Regions from separate parts of the Zea mays genome. Here region 2 is linked to region 1. The links are chromatin contacts, called in public Hi-C maps. All regions are on one chromosome and are shown on one strand. The core of a region is the stretch at or near the end of the contact, and the rest is flanking DNA. Distances in the headings are between cores, read along the strand shown.

Evidence for each region. A called contact is a pair of places that touch in the nucleus more often than the background predicts.
Region 2: a contact with region 1 is called in a Hi-C map of endosperm, with 2.5 times the contacts expected there. The contact joins the enhancer-like site here to the promoter of LOC100279509 in region 1. A contact is called at or near these places in 2 of 25 Hi-C or Micro-C datasets (bundle sheath and endosperm).

The regions. Positions count from the first base shown.
Region 1 is chr8:136,152,817-136,155,516 of Zm-B73-REFERENCE-NAM-5.0, reverse strand. LOC100279509 reads right to left here and starts at 1,267. Exons shown (of 1, transcript NM_001152509.2): 1 at 1-1,267. The coding sequence starts at 1,170. It overlaps LOC100276428, which reads right to left. Exons shown (of 7, transcript NM_001320254.1): 7 at 1,949-2,660. The coding sequence ends at 2,135.
Region 2 is chr8:136,616,922-136,619,953 of Zm-B73-REFERENCE-NAM-5.0, reverse strand. No RefSeq gene overlaps it. Among protein-coding and RNA genes, the nearest start is that of LOC103637310, 8.0 kb to the right of the region's middle. Within about 2 kb of position 1,358, at least 19 of the 20 cell types and tissues checked have an H3K27ac peak or open chromatin away from gene starts, as enhancers often do. A contact at or near this core is called in bundle sheath and endosperm, where this site is marked.

The sequences.
Region 1 (2,700 bases), core at 18-2,517:
GCTCCCGGCCACCAGCTTCCCGCGGGACACGCTCTCGGCGATGGCGAGCTCCAGCGGCATGAGCTTGCTGCTGCTATCGTTGTCGTCGTCGTTGTTGTTGTCAAAGGTGGAAGTGGAACTGCTGCCGTTCTGCCACTTGACGTTGAAGTCGGCGAGCGGGGCGGCGCCGTCGGGGCAGCGCTCGTACTCGCGGATGGTGTCGAGCGCGAACTCGGCCGGGTTCTCGTTGTCCGGGATGGGCGCGCCGAAGTCGGCGAAGAAGGGCTTGAGCCCCGCGGGCGTGCCGGCGTACACGGTGCGCCCCCGCGAGAGCAGGAGCAGCCTGTCGAGGATGGCGAGGATGCGCGCGCTGGGCTGGTGGACGGTCATGATGACGACGCTGCCGCTGCGCGCGATGCGGCGGAGCACCTGCACGACCATGAAGGCGCTGGCGGAGTCGAGGCCCGAGGTGGGCTCGTCGAGGAACAGCAGGATGGGGTCGTGGATGATGTCGGTGCCGATGGACACGCGGCGGCGCTCGCCGCCCGACACCCCGCGGTGGGCCTCGTCGCCGATGATGGTGTCGGCGGCGCGGGCGAGGCCGAGCTGGTCGACGAGCGCGTCGACGCGCGCGCGCTTGCGGTCCGCGGGCAGCGCGCGGGGCAGGCGGAACTCGGCGGCGAACAGCAGCGTCTCGCGCACCGTCAGCATCGGGTACAGCAAGTCGTCCTGCATCACGTACGCGGAGATGGCGCGCAGCCGCCGGCCCTGCAGCGGCTCCCCGTTCAGCGTGGCCCCGCCGCCGCGGAGGCTGTCCCGCGCGATGCGCCCCGCCAGCGCGTCCAGCAGCGTCGACTTGCCCGACCCGCTCGCGCCCATCACCGCGAACAGCTCCCGCTCCCGGGCCTCCCCGGAGATGCCGTCCAGCAGCGTCTTGGTGTTCCGGGTGGCGCTGGCGGCGGTCGCGGACGACGCCGGCGCGTCCAAGGACGCCAGGCGGTTGCTGGGCCAGCGCGAAGGCAGGCAGCCTAGCCCGCTGCCGCGCTTCCTTATGCTGTAGGACAGGTCGGTGAAGCGGAGCACGTACGGCACCGTCGGCTGGGGCAGCGGCGTGGCCGCCGCCGCCTCGCCGTTGCCGCAGGAGGCTGGCTCGTCGATGTCGACCGCGACGGCGTGGCCCGGGGTGGCCATCCGCGTCAGTCGGTTGTTGGTCCTTTGCTCCTTGCTGGGTGCACGAGCTCGGCGCGCTCTGGTGGTGGCGTGTCGCTGCGGAGACCTCGGTCGGCAGGTGGTCGGGTTGGGATGGCAGAGCGTGGCGTGGCTTGGCGCGTTTACTTATATATGTAGAAGAAGCATAGGAGTGGAGCTGCCTGGAGCTGGAGCACGCGAGTCGGAGTTGGCCGCTGCTGGGCGAGTGGGCGTTTTCCGTTCCCCTTCGCGGCTGTTTCTTATCGAGTTTGGTAGCCAAACTTGTACAAGACAGATCGGAAATAGAATGCAGTTACAAAAATCGTATTTGAGCCATATATGAACAAAAAAAAATTGTCAATCAACTGTGCAGTGAGTCATCGCAACAGCTTTGTAGGTGCACTATAGGAGCCCTTGCTCTTTCTCTTCACAAAGACACGCTACAAAGATGGTGAAGGTGTCGGAAACCATGTCACCGAACATATCGTAAAAAGGAAAAAAAAGAGAGGATCAAACAAGGGTCGTTGTACCGGTCACCGTTACTCCACCCAGTCCATGTGAGCAGCAAGAAGTCTTCCAGGACGATCACGGTCTCACCAGCGCTCTGTTACCGTGCGGTTGGCAGCAAGAACCAGCAACAGCGGCAGCACAAGTCGCGCATCAACCGCAATTTCTAAATGCAGTATCGGGTTGTTTTGACTCACGGCCTCAGCCCTCAGCACTCATCAGGCAAACCTCAACATGCGAGCATTCACTTATTCAGATGCAAGCAAGCACCAGTGGCATCATATCATATATATATTATCCATGAGAGGGTAAGAGTCATATCTCAAAGCAAGCAAAATAAAGTCCTTGTTTCAGAGAAGAAAATGATGTAGCTATTGTGTCTTCGATATGGTAGCAAAAAATAGCAATACGATTGCCCATTGCATTGAGAAGCACCACCACAATCTGGGACCGCCAGCGCTCAGGGTGACTTGCTTCCAGTGGGGGAGCCACTGCGGGCAGCAGCATCAGCATCGACATCAGCAGCAGCATCATTGTTACCATTGCCATTGGGGCTTGGGCTACGGTCAGCCCTAGGACTCGGGCTCCGCTCACCTCTAGGACTCGGGCTCCGCTCACCTCCAGGACTCGGGCTCCGCTCACCTCCAGGACTCCGGCTACGTCCATTGGCCGCAGGGCTGCGGTTACTACCAGATGGACTGCGGCTGCGGCTGCAGCTCCTGCTGTTCTCCCTCCCTCTGGGGCTGCCGCCACGGTCTGAGCCATTGCCTTCGCCATTATCCTTTGGTGGTGGGCTCATCACCTGATCCTGGGGGCTGCGACTCCTTGGGCTCCTGCTTCCATCAGGTGCGGGGCTGCGCTCCTTTTCCTTTACTGGTGGCGAGGCAGATCGCATGGGGCTCCTGCTATAGCTAGGACTCCTTGATCTCCTATCGTCACGGTCACGACGACCTCCCCTAGGAGATCTAGACAGGGATCTTGATCGACTGAGGGTAATAAAAACAGAAATGTTAAAACAAGCCATAT
Region 2 (3,032 bases), core at 109-2,608, 460 kb before region 1:
CATTCGAGCGTGACATTAGGGAGGCAAGCAAGGGTGGGTAGTAGAGGCGTCACGTAACCTGGCGTTGATGAACTCCTCAACACAGTTCAATGCAGCCAGAGGTCGCCGGCTCTGGGGTCCACGTCGCCGCCCAGAGGTGGCCGGCGAGGCGGTGCAGGATGCGCACGCGTCCTCTAGGATCCAGGCACTCCGCTTCAACTGAGGATATCGGCGCAGTCGGCTCCCAGGAGGAGGAGACGACGAAGCAGGAGCTTCCGCCCCTGTGGGAGGAGGAAGATCCGAGAGGGCTGTTCTCCATGCCCTAGAAGGGCCCGCCACATGGCCCAGTGGAAGACCGCCCGCGACAAGGTCGAGACGCGACTCTCGTACTCGGCCACGACAGTCACCTCCACCACCGTCAGCTCCTCCTCGTCCACCATCGTCGGCGAGCATGTGGCGCCCGACATCTTCCTGCGCCTCCGAAACTCCGAGACCGGGGACTCTTTTCGCGGCACATCTGTGCAGGGGCATGTTGCAGAGCGCGATGGAGGCGGGGGCTGGCGAGGTTGGGAGCTCCTGTTAGGCTTGGGAGTGGTGATGTGCGGACGAGGTCCAGAACTGGGAGCGACGATGGAGGCGGGGGCGGGGGGGCCGAGAGCTCCTGCTAGGGTTGGGAGCAGCAATGTGCGGCCAAGTTCTAGAACCGGGAGCGACGATGCGTGACCGAGGACCATAAACTGAATTAGATAAAATACTTTGGGTCCGGGACCGCGTGTGGACGTGTATGCAGTCTGCACGCCCGACCCCCGCCGTATGCGCCGTACGCGGGAAGCGCGGAGAGCGCTCGAATCCCTGGCGTCTTTTAACTAATGGGGCGTTTGGATCCCTTCATTTTAGAGGATTTGGAATTCACTCAATAAAGTAACTTATTTAGTTTAGAATTTGACATTCCACCACTTTCCTAAGTTCAGATATAAGTCTATCTCAAATTCATGGGATGGAGGATGGGAAATGATTTTATGCATCAATAGAATTTGTTTCTACTCTTTAACTTACATGACACTCTTCGTTTTACTCCTCTATAGTGAAAATGTAGCACATAAATATCTCCGGCATCTTGATAATAATATTATACAAATATATTTTGCATAAAACCGAATTAGCTTAATTGATATATGTCAAAATTACTATTATTAGAATGGAATTTAATTCCAATGATCCAAAGGGGCGTAAAGGTAATCCCAGATTCCGTGTTTACCTTTACGCTTCTAAAAAAGAGAAAGCAAAATCACATTCCTCCTTTATCTCCACGCCTGTCTTCCCTGTACGGCTGTACTCCTACTCCTAGTCTCTGATCCAGCCACCGCTCTCTACGCATTTCTTTTGGCTAGAGATATTCCCCACCGCCCGACGTCTCTCTTCCTCGCTTATCCTCTCTGTCATCGTCTTCATCCATCGCGGGACTTTTTTTTTTCTCAGCAGCTGCCGCCCCAGCCAATCCTATCCTTATCAGTCGCCGGGATTTTTCTCAAGCCGCCGAGCAGCTCCCTCGCGTTTCTCTCTCCCTCTGATTTCTTACCGCTCAACGGCCGCCGTTCTTATCTCCCTGCGGCGCTCGGCCTCCAGCGTGTTCTTCACCTTGCTGTGGCCGCGCTTCTCTCTGCCAAACTCCAGTCATGGCCGCGCATCCAGGTCTTCTTTCCCCTGCGCACGTCCAGCCGCTCCTCCCGTGTTCTTCCGGCGCCGCGGCCTCCCGGCACGGACGCGTGCCCCGGTGTCCTGCTCGGAGCTTCCCCGGCGTTTTTCCCGTGGCCACCGCGCCGTGCTCCTCTGCTCACCCTGTCGCGGCCTCGTCCTAGCAGTCGCGCGTCTGGCTCGCCCCAGCCCCCTGCGCCTTGCCGAGTCTCCTGCGCGCAGCCGCGCTCCTCGTTTCTGGCCGGGTCTCGCCCAGCCGAACTCCCCTGGCGCGCTCGTCATCGGCTCAGCATCTCCTCGAGCTCGCCCCTGCCTTCCTGCTCGGTTTCTAGTGCTCGCCCTCCGACCAAGTCCGGTCGTGCCCTCTGTTTTTCCTCGCCGTTCTTCAGCCGAGCTCCTCAGCGCCGAATGTTCAGGTCCCTGCCGAGCTCGTCTCGAGCTCCCGCCCACCCTCTGCCCAGCCGTCGCTTGCCCCTGCCCCAACGCCGTGCCCTACGACCGCGACGTTGATAGAGATCCCGTGCTTGTCGGTGGCGCAGCCAGGGACTGGAATTCTTCTATAGAGGGTACAAGATTGTGATGACAATCAGCCTTTCTTCAGACGTCCCAGTTGGTTACTCTTCATGGGCTGAATATGATGTTGTGGCACCTGTGCCTCCAAAGACTGAAGAAGCTCTTGCTGCAGCCTTTATTTCTAACTAGGTGTGTGCCCGTGCGTTGCAACGGGAGTACGCTAGGATGAGCATTGATACATATCTGATCGAATTTTATATTTTCTTGGAGGTCTGGAGAAAGTTTGCTCGGAAGTCAAACATGTTAAAACCTAAGCATGAGTTACCCTTGTGCCCTATCAGCACACTGTTCCGCGTTTGTATGAGTCTTGCTAATTTGCATGTCTCATGCATAGTCTCTATAATATACAGAATCCGTGTGACAAACATGTTAAGACCTCATCGTTGAATGCGTCTGGAGTGGAGAGTCGATCAAGCTCGTCGAACAAGTTTGGTGTGAAAAATGTGCGCAAATTGATTCATTGTTGTTCTGGCACACGCCTGTCCAGTTCAGACATGGATCCTTGTTGCCAAAACAGATTCAGATGACCAGACACACACCTTGCTTGTATCGGACAATATCGTAAGTTCCATCTGAATAGACAACGCGAATTTTACCCCAAAAAGAAAAAGAAAGAAAAGACGCTAGAAGGACGTGTACTACTCCACTCCTTAACAATGGGTACATGGGAGTAATTGGTAAACGTAAGTATTCTTTATGGATTAGGCTTTTATCTAGATACGGCAAAAGAATGTGTTAAGGCCTGCTCTGCTATATATAGTCTGTCATCCAAAAAAACCAGGCAC